3 separate regions of the Mus musculus genome follow, and regions 2 and 3 are each linked to region 1. Evidence: chromatin contacts called from public Hi-C data. All regions are on one chromosome and are shown on one strand. The core of a region is the stretch at or near the end of the contact, and the rest is flanking DNA. Distances in the headings are between cores, read along the strand shown.

Region 1 (4,015 bases), core at 1,227-3,726:
AGGATTAATAGTGTGATGTACTATACTTAATGTAAGCTTATTATTATAACTATTTGTATAACTTACTAGCTACTCAGAACCACAGTTGGATACTGCACACCACTCATTAAGTTTTCCTCATGACAAGAAGTATTTGTGTACTTGTAATATGACATGTATATATGTATGCATGTTATGGTATTACCTTATAGATGAAGAAGAAGAAAGCAAAAGAAAGATATTAGCTTGTTTACTACCTGTGAGCAGTCTAATGAGACCCTGGGTTTATGTGAATATAATATGCCAAGTTTTATGTGGTCAATTGGTGATATAAATGAAATGGAAACATTCTTTCTTAAAGGAGCAAGGCATATATTTTAGCACCCCAGAAATGTTTTAAAGAATCTCTGCAGCCCCACCCTTTGTTTTGAGATGATTCAAAGTAGCACAGGCTGTCTTCACTCTGTGTAACATCTTCCTGCCTCCACACCCTCGTGCTGGGATTACAAGTGTGACCACATGCTTAGCTTAAACCTGAAATGTAATCATCTGGAGGGGCTAGAGAGATGGCTTAGCTGTTAAGAGCACTGACTACTCTCCCAGAGGACACAGGTTCAATTCCCAGCACTCAAATGGCAGCTCACCACTGTCTGTAACTCCAAGATCTGATGCCCTCACACAGACATACATGCAGGCACAACATCAGTACACATAAAAATAAATAAAATGTTAAAAACTGGTCACTATAAAACTTGCTCGCCAGCATAAAATATCTGACAGATTCTCTTTATTAGCCTAGTATGGTTCATATATTCTTTTTGTTTTTAAAAGATTTATTTATTTTATTTATACCAGAAGAGGGCATCAGATTTTGATATGATTTGCATATGATTTACATATTTGATATGATTTACAAATGGTTTTGAGCCCACCATGTGGTTTCTGAAAATTGAACTCAGGACCTCTGGAAGAGTGCTCAGGGCTCTTAACTGCTGAGCCATCTCACCAGCCTCATTCATATATATGTATATATATATATATTATACATATATATAATGTACATATATTAAGATTCATTTATTTATTTATTTATTTATTTATTTATTTATTTATTATATGTAAGTACACTGTAGCTGTCTTCAGACATTCCAGAAGAGGGAGTTAGATCTCGTTACTGATGGTTGTGAGCCACCATGTGGTTGCTGGGATTTGAACTCAGGAACTTTGGAAGAGCAATCGGGTGCTCTTACCTACTGAGCCATCTTACCAGCCCCATATATTCTTAAAATATAATAAAATTGTTTTCTTTAGGCTTCTATCATCTTTAATGTACATCATGTCTCATTTCCCTTTATCTAGACCTTCCATGAGATTTCATGAAATGCTGATTCAGCTGTGTGGCGTTTATTCAGCTTTAACTTCATTAGTTCAGCTTTGCTGTCTGTTGCAGTTTCCTCTTTTCTTCTCCTCACGTGTCTGGCTTTACATGTGTCTCAGATCGTTTCAGATGTATGTAGTTCATGTGTGTGGTAAAGATCCCAGAGTTTCCTGCATGCACACATCTCCTGCCTTCGCGATCCTTTCTCCCATGCTCAGGCTGTTCTTCACGGGGTATTTTCTTTGTTTTAACCATTTAATACATAATTACATTTTTGATAAAAAAAATGTCTTGATAAATAATTACAAATGCAGAGTCTAAATATCTATGTTAGTTCTTGGTAACAGTTTAACACGATGACTCAATTGTGATTACACCTTTTACCCAGAAACCCTGGAAATGCTCTTAGCTGTGCAGTACATTGACGCTGCTTAGTAAAAGTAAACTTAAAATAAAAAGTGTTGTTATTACAGCTATTAATCAGCGCTATTTTAGCGAAAGTCAACGTGCATTAAAAAATGCCTTTAGTGGTACAAAAAGGAAGAAATGTGTAAAATTAGAATGACCAGGTAAGATAAATCTTGCTCTGACATAGTGGTTTTGTTACATCTGTTTCTGATAGCCTGTGAGAAGCAGTGGCGGAAGGAAGCAAACTGGAGACTTTAAAAAGGCTTTCCATTTTACTCATGGGCTCATGGTGCGCTTGCTCAGCACTTAACTTGTATACTCCAAGAGAAAAACAAGTTTTAAGTTTTCATGCTAAGCATTTAGTCTTTAGTGGTTGGAACTTTGTATGCCTTTTTCCATGACAATGGTCAGACTCCTGACTGCTTCTAATTTTAAGACACAACCCCACACTGGTCATCCACCAATTCAGTGTCTGTCTGTCTCTCTCACTGTGTGTGTGTGCATGTATGTGTGCACTCACCTGCCCATGTATTTGCGTGTGTGGGTGCATGCTGGTATGTATGTGTGTGTATATGTCAAGACAACTTCTGGTTGGCCTTCACTTTCCACTTGGGTGAGATCTGAGGCAGCGTCACTCATCCTCAGCCGCAGGCTAGCCAGGCTATGAGGATTACAGGATCCTCATCAGCACCTCCCATCTCACCCAGAGAGTACTGAAGTTCCCGATGCCTGCTCCTGTGCCCTGCTCCAGACTCAGGTCCTCAAACCTGCACAGCATGCACTTTGCCACTGAGCCATCTCTCCATCGTAACTTGGCTTTGAAGGTTAAAGAAAGTTCAGTTGTTTTGCTGTCATCTTCTTGGATAACATCAAGAGCTAGAGCTATGCTTCATGTGCTACGTGCCGGTGATGGAGGTGAGCAGCTGGACACTGGCAGATGGTGAACAAGGATCTCTCCCTTTGTTCAGTGCGGAATCATCTCTTGGCGTGAAATAGCAGCACAGAGCTCGTTTGCAAGCATTATTCTCTGAGTGTATGCCACTCTATGTAAATAAACTCAATGTAGCAAGCACATAAAGATAACAAATTCTATTGTATGCTAGTGCATGGGTTTTTAGGGTAGCTTTGTTTTTTACAACAAAGCCAAACACTAACAATATTTTCACCTGAATTTTAGGAAGCTTGCATCAAAGGCACACTTTTAAAACATGGAAAACACGTAAACAATGTGGTTGGGAAAAATATTTAAGATACAGTTTTGGTGGTGGTCCAGGTAATCCGGTCTAAGACAGTTTCAAATGTCACTGAGTGGATTACTAGGCCTCTGGGACAGAATGATGGGATTTCATTTGTGCTTGCTTCTGTCCGCTCAGCTGCTGTCCTCTAATCCCTCTCCTGGCCCTGAGAGCCTAATTCAGTCAAGTCTTAACTCCCAACATGTCTTCTAGTGTGGAAATGAAGAGAACTTCTGCGTCTCTGTTTACTCTGCCGTTCACCGTGAGACTTCCGAGTGACATTTCCCAGGCAGTTTTATACTTGCACGTAATACTTAGCCAGGGAAGATACTGCTCTTGGCTTTAAATAATTTTATATTAGTTGTGGTTTTTGTTACTGTGACAAAGGTAGTAGAAGGGGAGACGGGTTTATTTGGGCTTAGGTTTAAGAAGAGATACATTCCTTCAAAATGGTGCAGTATGGTGGCTAGCTCCATTGTGTCTGGAGCCAGAAAACAAATAAATGCAGTGTCCAGCTTGCTGTCTCCTCCTTATTCAGTCTGGGAGCAGTCTAGAGGATGATAACGCCCACATCCAATTAGCTCCTCCATACGTCTCTCTGGAAACAAATCATACATACACACACATACACACACACACACACACACACACACACAGAGAGAGAGAGAGAGAGAGAGAGAGAGAGAGAGAGAGAGAGAGAAATAATCTCCTGGGAGACTCCCAATCAAAATTTTAAATAACTTTTCCTACCTTGCAACCTATAGCTCTCTTCCTATATAAGCATTCTTCTTGCCTATTTTAAAGGGGAGCTTACTTCTTAACAGTGTATCTTGTTGCCGAAATGGTCACATCTAAATTTTGCTTAACCTGCTTTGTTTCAACTCTATGTAGAGAAAAATAATGAAGATATGCAATCTGGCGATGATTCTCCTGCCAGAGAAATCCTTCCTCACTATGGTGGGGCATCCACAGAGTGTTAAGAGTTGTTGTCTGCTTCATTTTGCAGCTCTTGCAA
Region 2 (4,381 bases), core at 1,269-3,768, 330 kb after region 1:
ATTACCAAGTTTCACATTGATATGCATTGTACATTGTAGAACAGTACATTCACTTACACAAATGGAATGATTTAGTCAGAAGTTTCCATGTACCAGGAGGCCTCTATAATTTCAGGAATATCTGTTTAGACTATTGTGTTCTATGTATGCATCACAAGGGTACAGATATGTTGGAGAAATTTATCCTATATTATGCCCAATTATGTCAGCAGGCTATGAATCTCATCCAATTACCAAGCCGCATAAGTGCATTTATGTGATACTTAAAGATCATTAATTTTGTACTTAAGCGTAAGCTGCTTAGACAGTATCATTTTTGTGACTTCCAGTACCAATACCAGCATCAATATAAATTCAATGCAAATTAGAAAATGAAAATCTTCATCTTGTTTATATCTGTGAAAAGACATTTAGCAAACACAGGCACACATTACACCAATACTAGCTACTGGGAAAATGCTGCCAAATGTACACCCGAGACCCTAAGGACAGGAACCACAGTACAAGACAAGTGAGCGAGCCGCAGACGTGGACTTGCCTACCCGCCAAGGCATCCCCTTGGGATTTCTACAGGTCATTCCTGTAGTAAAACTGGAAAAAAATGACTTAGGTTAAAAAAACAAAAAAAAAAAACTTAGGAAATTGGCATTCCCACGTCCACTGACTTGAATGGACTGATTCGATTCCACTATAAGTTATCTACTGCTAACAGTCATAAAGTAGGTCTTTCCTTGACTAGAAAACGTCAGTTGAGCATTTCCTTGGAGGAGTCATCACAACTCTAAATCATTTTCTTCCAGTCGTGGGAACAGTAAGGATCCTCGTTTTAGAGCTCCATACAGTGCTACGTTTGAGCAGTTATAAAGCGATCTTGAATTCAATAATTAAATTTACAAAGTAATACATAGGAACTCACCTCAAAGTCAAGGTCAGAATACCGCGATTTTCTTCTCTGTGAGTTTGTTTTTAGAGGAAGGAGAAAAACAATAAAGTTATGTTTAGTCACTTAAACCAATGGACATCATTACATTCAATGAAAATAATCCCAGTATTATTAATAACCCTGTTATATGATTCCATTAAGATTATTTTTCTGACTTGAAAATATTCCATCAGTATGTTTCCATTTTCACCTCGAACTTCACTTAAAGGTAGAGGATATTACATTTTTTTTTTTTTAACTTTGGGTACTAATGCTCGTTTTCAGTGAAATGTATTTTCATTCAATCCGGAAATGGTTCCAGTTTTAACAAAAACCACTTTGCAGACGTGGAGGACTAAACGTAAAATTGGGAAAATAACCTCTGTACTTTTAGACGTCCCCCAACAGACACCCAGATTATTTTTAAATATGCTCTTGCTTTGTAGCTCAGGCTGTTCTCAGAATTTAGGGGCTTCTTGCTTCAGCTTCCAGTGTTCTAAAAACCACACTTGATGTCAAGCAAACCCTGCCTGCCCGTCTGGTTATGCTCTGATGTTTATATGTCAGTCTTGTACAAATTTCTCAAAATTAGGTCATCTCCTGCCAAAACGCTTCTTGTTGCTAGTTCTTAGGAAGTGAACATTTTTTTGTTTGTTTGCTTGTTTTTGTCTTTAATTCCTATTTAGTCAAGCAACAGATATTCTACACCCCAACACACTGTCTCACAGTGTTTCTCTCAGACTCTAAATCTGTTAAACACCCAAATCTAGTTATAGGTACACGTGCATTGATGAAATAAAGTAATTAGTCAGTGGGCTTGATACAATCAGGAAGTATGATTAAAACAAAGTGGATGTGAGCTCATGTGATAATGGGACTTTCATGATATCAGTATGGAGATGGTATTTTTAGCATCTGCTCCAGGAAGCCACCGATTCTTAAAATGGATGAGGTGGAGAGGGAGATGCCTGTAAATTTATAAAAAGATCTCCACAGTTTTAGAGAACAAAGAAAATTTCTGCTGTGCTTTTTCTTTAAGTAGACTCCCCCCTGCCCCTCCCTGAGGGAGTTGGGGAGGGAACCTAAGGGAACGTACAGTCTTTCTGGCCAGATCATGTTTTGTCCCCCCACCCCCACCTCCCAACTCCCAGCTCAATATCGACAACCTTAACATCACTGGCTTCTCAGGGTTTCGACTGCAGATTTATGGCAGATCTAGTTGCCATTATGACTGTTATGAGTGTTATTAAAAAAATATGACTTTCCTGCAGCTAGAGCTAAAATTGTCATTATAAAACCAGGACCTCCTGTGCAGCCTAATCTCGGAACATGTTTTCAGCAGACAGAAGGACTTAAGGAGGACCCGGGACACTTCTGACATAATCTCATTGTGGTGAAACTGCTGAGCACCAGAAATCCAGGCTTGATGGAATACTGAGGAGAGAGAGGAAATCGGGAACGCCTTGTGGAAGTGGAAACTAAACATGATGCCCTCTTGTGTTCTCCTTGTCTCCAACAGCGTGCTGCCTTTGTCCTGGTGACATCCTGGAAGAGGCAGCAATGAAAGAACACATCCAAATAAACCTGGCTCCGCCTCGCACTGTGCAGCATTCTGCTAGACTGAACGTCAGCGCTCCCATTCTTCTCTCCCATGCACACCCAGCCTTCTTGGCACTGTGGTTCAGCAAAGCTTTTTCTTTTCCTTTTTTTCTTTAATAAATATGTGTTAAGAAAAATCTAAGCATGGACACATTTAGTTAAAAGCAATTATTATAAAACATTAGTCATGAGCTTTTGTTTCTTCATCTGAAACGTAACTGATGGAATCTTGCAAAAATGGTTCAGTCAGCTTGAAGACAGAGAGAGCCTTCTGCTCTATGCACCGAGGGGCTCTCTGTTGCCAAAGGTGAAAACGACCATATGTTGCTGCATTTGTTTTGGATCACAAGGCAGTGCTGCCTAGGAATTGAGGATTTGGATGCATACACGGTGCCAAAAAGCTTTATGTTATAGGAGCAAGAAGAAAGTATGGGAACCCAAAGAGCCCCAGCAACAGATTCCAACGCCTATGTCGATGTGCAACATTTTTCTTTCTCTCCCATGTAATTTCGTTAAAATTAGATGCTACCAAAGGGCATAGCAGGGCTGGCAGGCTACAAGGATTAGATGAAGGAATGAGAAAATTTTAATCAAAACCTGGTGATGGGGTGTGGTGGAGATGGCTACAAAATAAATCATGGAGGTTTAAAGATCAGATAGCATGGAAAATGTGTCAAGCAATCAAATCAAATGTGTGTGTGTGTGTGGTAGGGGTAGGTATGTATGGCTACTTCCCCACAATACTGAGTATTCCAATCTATGTGCACCTAATAAAGTGTTTTCACATTTGAACATACTAACCAGACTTCAGATGGTTGGGAAAACGGTGTCATTTTATGAATGAATGTAACTAAGAGCCAGAGAAGTTAAAAATAATTTGACCAAGTCACCCGGGAGGTAAGTAAGTGAACTGTGATAAAAACTCAGGTCTGGTTCAGAGTCCAGTGCTTTCTACATAAGATCTCACCAGCTCCAATATGTAGGATAATATTTTACAAACAAGATGTCTGCAGCATGCTGTTCTGGAACTCAGCAAGATAATACTAGATGGCCGTGGTAGTCCGCATTTCACAGTAGTGGTACTGAAATATGTTAGAAGAATAAAGCAAGGTCAAACGGACTAACCATTTCAGGCTAATTATATTTTGAAGAAGAAGAAAAAAAAGCCAATTTGATGGTCGTTATTTCTCAGAAAATCTGTGTTTTGTAAAAACAAAACAAAAACAAAATGCTTATTCAAATAGATAATGAGGCAATGCTACGATAACAAACAGATGTGACTCTTGTTACTGAGAAGTTCAGTTTGTCTTACGTGTCAGATGCTCGTAGTACAAAGTGGGATATCAGAAAGATCCCAATGCATTTTGATTTTGCCTGTGTCTACCCTGTGTGCATATCCATGAGATGTTCTGGGAAGTCTTTTGAGGCTAGAGTTTGCTGAGACTGTGACCCACTTACGTGTTTATTCAAATGTTCTTCTGGGCCTTGTAGAAGGCCACTGTAAGGCATAAAAAGTGCTTAGAAATAAAGACAGTGTTTGCTTGTTTTGCATGTGTGTTCACATGTGTATACACAGGCTTCTGGGTGTGTACGCATGTATGTGGAGGCTAGAGGGCCTCAGCTGTCCCTCAGCTACCGTGTGTCATTTGGTTTACTTGTTTGCTTGTTTGTTTGTTTGGGGGGACCGGGGTCTGTCCCTGGTCTAGATTTCACCGAGTATGGTTGGGCAGAGCTCCAGGACCTTGTCTGTTTCTATCTTCCCAGTATTGGGGTTATACACAGGTGACACTACACCTGATCAAGGATCAAGGGGCTGAAATGAAGTCCTCACACCCTCAATGCAAGCTCATTCCTGACTGA
Region 3 (3,933 bases), core at 1,338-3,837, 470 kb after region 1:
AATATTGACAATGGTTATAAAATGTTTAACTGTTAAATTATTATAAAATCCATTAAAAAGTTTGGCCATATTACACATATACATTGTCAATGCGTGAGTAGACACTAAATGTCACAGGCCAAGTTCTTACTAGCATCCTAAGAAATGCCAAAGAAGTTATCTAGAAAAATATTAAATCTCTACAGATTATTAAATAGATGCAATTGAATACATAGGAGAAGAAAAATTTCCAAACATTCCCCTTTCATATTTTTATGATGTTCTTTATCAAACTTGTCAAAAATCTGACTCATGGCAAACACTGAAGTAAGTGACCTTTTGTAGAGAACTTAGAAATTTTGTTATTGCTTTTCACATAAGAGAAGACTTTACTCCTTGGACCAGGCTCACACAAAGCATGCTTGGCACTTGAGAACTTGATACCCTATTCCTGTAGAGAGAGGATTGCAAGTGTACCAATTAAGTTCTGAGGTTCAACAGCAGCTGATATAAACATAATCCACACAGAGAAGAAACTTAAGAGAGAAGAGAGTTGTGTTTACATGTGAACTCATCAAAGTCTACAGTCATGTTCTAGAAGAAAAGTATGCATGCGTGTTTTGTTTATTAATCTTTATCACAGACAAATAAAAGACAGAAGATTAGATAAATATGGTTCATGTGTTCCAGTTCTAGCACAGAAATCTTAATTCTGTTATAAAAATTCTGGTTCTCATATATGATGAAGACAGTAGACATTTGTTCTTACAATCACTGTTCTAATGCAGAGAAACTGAGTTCTTTACCTCAGGTCTACCCACTAATTACATACCTCCATAGTGCTGCGTACACAACTGCTAGAGTTATCAAGGCCAGGCAGGAGAGGCCACTGCCTACTATGAGGGTAACTGAGGGGGTACCAGAGGATTCCATGACCTGTAAGTTGAGGGGGGGGGAAGAAAAGAAAAAGAAAATTTACATGAACAAAAAATAAAATTCTAGACTCAGAGAAAGTAAGTGATCACTCAGGAATAGCACAGATAGTTGTTATAGTTACCAGATACTTAACCACAGAACACTCAGTTCACACATCCTGAAGCTCTACAAGGACTAGCTCCCCCTTCCCTCACACTGTGAAGTAAGAAAGCCTTAGAGTTTCAAATGCTTGGTTACAGCCCATCACTTAGAGTTGTCTCCAAGACCCCAAGCTATAACGTAATCATCACTCATAGGTGAGACTTTGAGTGAAATCTGAAGCAGCATGTTCATTTGGTTTTTTTTTTTAACTAAGTACAGTTTAGTTATTTCTCCATATGATTCTTGGTGAGATTTATCTTGCTACTCCCATTTATAAATCCTTATGTTACCCAAATCTGGTGCACAGTTACTGAAAAATCTGAAACTTTCTGACTTTTGACAACTTTGTTCTGAGTCAAGAATTCTCACATGAAATTTCACTTGCTTGGCTTCCAAGTATACAGAAGAAAATAGGATGCTATGCTTAAGCCCTTCAATTATATTTCCCCCTATGAACAAAGTATGTGGAGATAATTTGCATAGTGCCACTATCAGTCCCTAAAACCATGACCTTGAAAAATAAGCTTATATCTTTAAAAACATATATAAACAGTACTAATACCCACTGGTCCAAATAGCTTCTTCCTTTCTTAGACAGTAGCATGACCATAACTAATGAATTCAGTTGGTTTTCATAAATTTTTATATTAGAAGTTTGAAGCAATACACTGTATGGTTAACTGTGTCACAAAATTTGTATCAAATTATTAGGTATACGTATCATTAAAATAAGCAAAAGTAGTGATACTTTTAGGCCAGATTCAGGCAGAAAGTCTTATATATCAGAGTATCTATTTGTCATTATTTTAATTTTCTGTAAAATTTTCTCAAAATACATTTGGTGAGAACATTATTTTTCTCTTAGACTGCTCTGTACAGCTCTTTCTTTCAGAAACTAATTTTTCTTTTCTTTCTTCCTTTGCAAAAATCTACATGCTTTTAAGGAATGATTTTACAGTTCCAAACAACCATGTCTCCATGAAAACTTAATTCGATTTAAAAATACACATGTATCCAAGGACACCCTCAGAAAACCTGTGCTGGAAATATCCAATGCAGATCTGCAATGTGTTCAGCTCTAGTGGCTGGGGTCTTCTTTCTACTCCTAACAGCATTGTCACAATTTCCCCTAGAACAGCATTCCAGTTTTAAAATAAACCTTGAGTTGGCAATTATTTTTATTTGAAAGTTTGCAGAATATTACTGATATCAGAGTAGATCTCCAAAACTATACTACAGAAATGCCAAGTTATAAGACATAAAATTGAGTAGGATTTAGTTATCGCACACCAACTAGAATTCAATTCGCCAAGCTACTGTAGCTGAGGAGAACAACCCGATTTTGCCACCCTGCAACCTTTTCTATTTCCCCCTTTGAAATGCAGTTCCCTGGAGAAACACTCGCCACAATGTCCCTGCCTTTGCATTAAAGCCGTGTTTTCCCTTTGTTACTTACTATTTCTCTAGGTTGCTGAGCCAAAATGGCGAAGGTAGAGAGCCGATCACATAAGCATTTCGTATGGGATGCATCGGTAAGCACAGTTTTACATCCCTGGGTGGACCACGTTCCCAAAGACTCGTTCCTGCAAAGGGGGTGGAGGGGAGATCGGGATAAATACGCCTGACAGCCAAGTCCGTAAAGAAGAAAATGCAGTTTAATTGAGAGAATCGCCTACTGTAATTCCCGTACAGGAAAAAAAAAATCTACTTGTTGTTGAACAGGACGTAATTTAGATGCATCTCCAGTAATGCAAAGCGAGAGTGGGAAAAAAGCAAGCAGGCGGTGGTGCGGCGTGCAGAGAGCTGTCCAGCGCCGGAGGTGCTGAAATCAGGACTAGCTCTGTCCAGCCCTCTGCGAGAAACAGCGGCGGCGGCAGCGGCACCAGCAGCCGCCGAGCGTTGGCAGACACTTGCTATGCTCATCGGATCGTTTCAAACACTCAGAGTGTAAAGAGGCTTTTCATATTTTCATACCAGCTCTGATTCCAGGCCCGTGGTTTGGACCGTGAATGCTGTCTTTTAAAATGCGGATTTCTCTGAAAAGCCTGCCTAAAAGGTTACATAGCTTGGGTTGGGTGATATGATCTTCCCCGCTGCTGGTAAGGGATTTTTCTTCCCTTTAGAATTAGCTGCTGTGAAAATTTCACCCTGGAAACGGGAAGAGGTATCAGCTGGTTCCGACTCTCACTGCCTTTGCCTGGTATCCAGGGAGGGGTGGGCTTCAGATTAAGCTCCCACTCCACACTTCACTTATTCGAACGCTCTTCTAAAGCCCCTTAATATTACTTGCCCTCAACTGCCTCTTTGTCCAAGCACAGAAACATTAAGCTAATTCCAAGTCCACCGAATATTTAGAATAAACCCACCCCAAAGTCCAGCAGGATGGGGGAGGGGGTCTGGTTCAGTTTTCTCTTTGGTGTAGCCATTTAAAATGCTAAAGCATATGGTTTCTTTCCCACCCCAGCAGAACAATAAAAATGGTATCAACCTACGTCTCGTTAGTAGAGCTGGTGGTGATGGGGGAGAACCCTGTCACCCCCCCCCGCCCCCGCCCCCCTGCTGAACTACTCTGTAGACAGAGAGGAAAAGGGCGAGCTGCAAGGCTCAACCAATCAACTTTATTATCCTTACACGTGCTCTGTATAGAATGCACCAATTGTCACCTCCCCTCCCCCCAGGCATGGAAACTCTCCAGCTAGGAAACCTGTATGTGTGAGTGTAGTTAAATATTTTAGCCAAGTTACTATATGTGTTAAAAAGTGACTCTAAAACTTGAAGGGGAAACCTCACATGGATTAGTGTTAGTTTCTATGTACCTTTGATTTTGCCTGTAACAGTTTTTAATGCCTGAGGTCACTGGCTTAAATGTGCATATAG

Evidence for each region. Hi-C and Micro-C count contacts between places; a contact is called where the count stands out from the background.
Region 2: a Hi-C map of cerebellum shows a contact between it and region 1, with 1.8 times the contacts expected there. The contact joins two enhancer-like sites.
Region 3: a Hi-C map of cortical neurons shows a contact between it and region 1, with 2.0 times the contacts expected there. The contact joins two enhancer-like sites. A contact is called at or near these places in 2 of 484 Hi-C or Micro-C datasets (cerebellum and cortical neurons) and 1 of 115 datasets of contacts at active chromatin or transcription factors (embryonic midbrain).

What each region holds. Positions count from the first base shown.
Region 1 is chr1:24,756,110-24,760,124 of GRCm38.p6, forward strand. The region is part of intron 14 of Lmbrd1 (LMBR1 domain containing 1); the gene reads left to right. Among named protein-coding and RNA genes, the nearest start is that of Lmbrd1, 80 kb to the left of the region's middle. Within about 2 kb of position 2,477, at least 12 of the 459 cell types and tissues checked have an H3K27ac peak or open chromatin away from gene starts, as enhancers often do. A contact at or near this core is called in cerebellum and cortical neurons, where this site is marked.
Region 2 is chr1:25,083,328-25,087,708 of GRCm38.p6, forward strand. It overlaps Adgrb3 (adhesion G protein-coupled receptor B3), which reads right to left. Exons shown (of 31, transcript NM_175642.4): 29 at 917-952. Among named protein-coding and RNA genes, the nearest start is that of Gm29414, 58 kb to the left of the region's middle. Within about 2 kb of position 2,519, at least 29 of the 459 cell types and tissues checked have an H3K27ac peak or open chromatin away from gene starts, as enhancers often do. A contact at or near this core is called in cerebellum, where this site is marked.
Region 3 is chr1:25,225,909-25,229,841 of GRCm38.p6, forward strand. Adgrb3 (adhesion G protein-coupled receptor B3) reads right to left here. Exons shown (of 31, transcript NM_175642.4): 17 at 2,513-2,639; 18 at 812-915. Among named protein-coding and RNA genes, the nearest start is that of Gm20172, 50 kb to the right of the region's middle. Within about 2 kb of position 2,588, at least 104 of the 459 cell types and tissues checked have an H3K27ac peak or open chromatin away from gene starts, as enhancers often do. A contact at or near this core is called in cerebellum and cortical neurons, where this site is marked.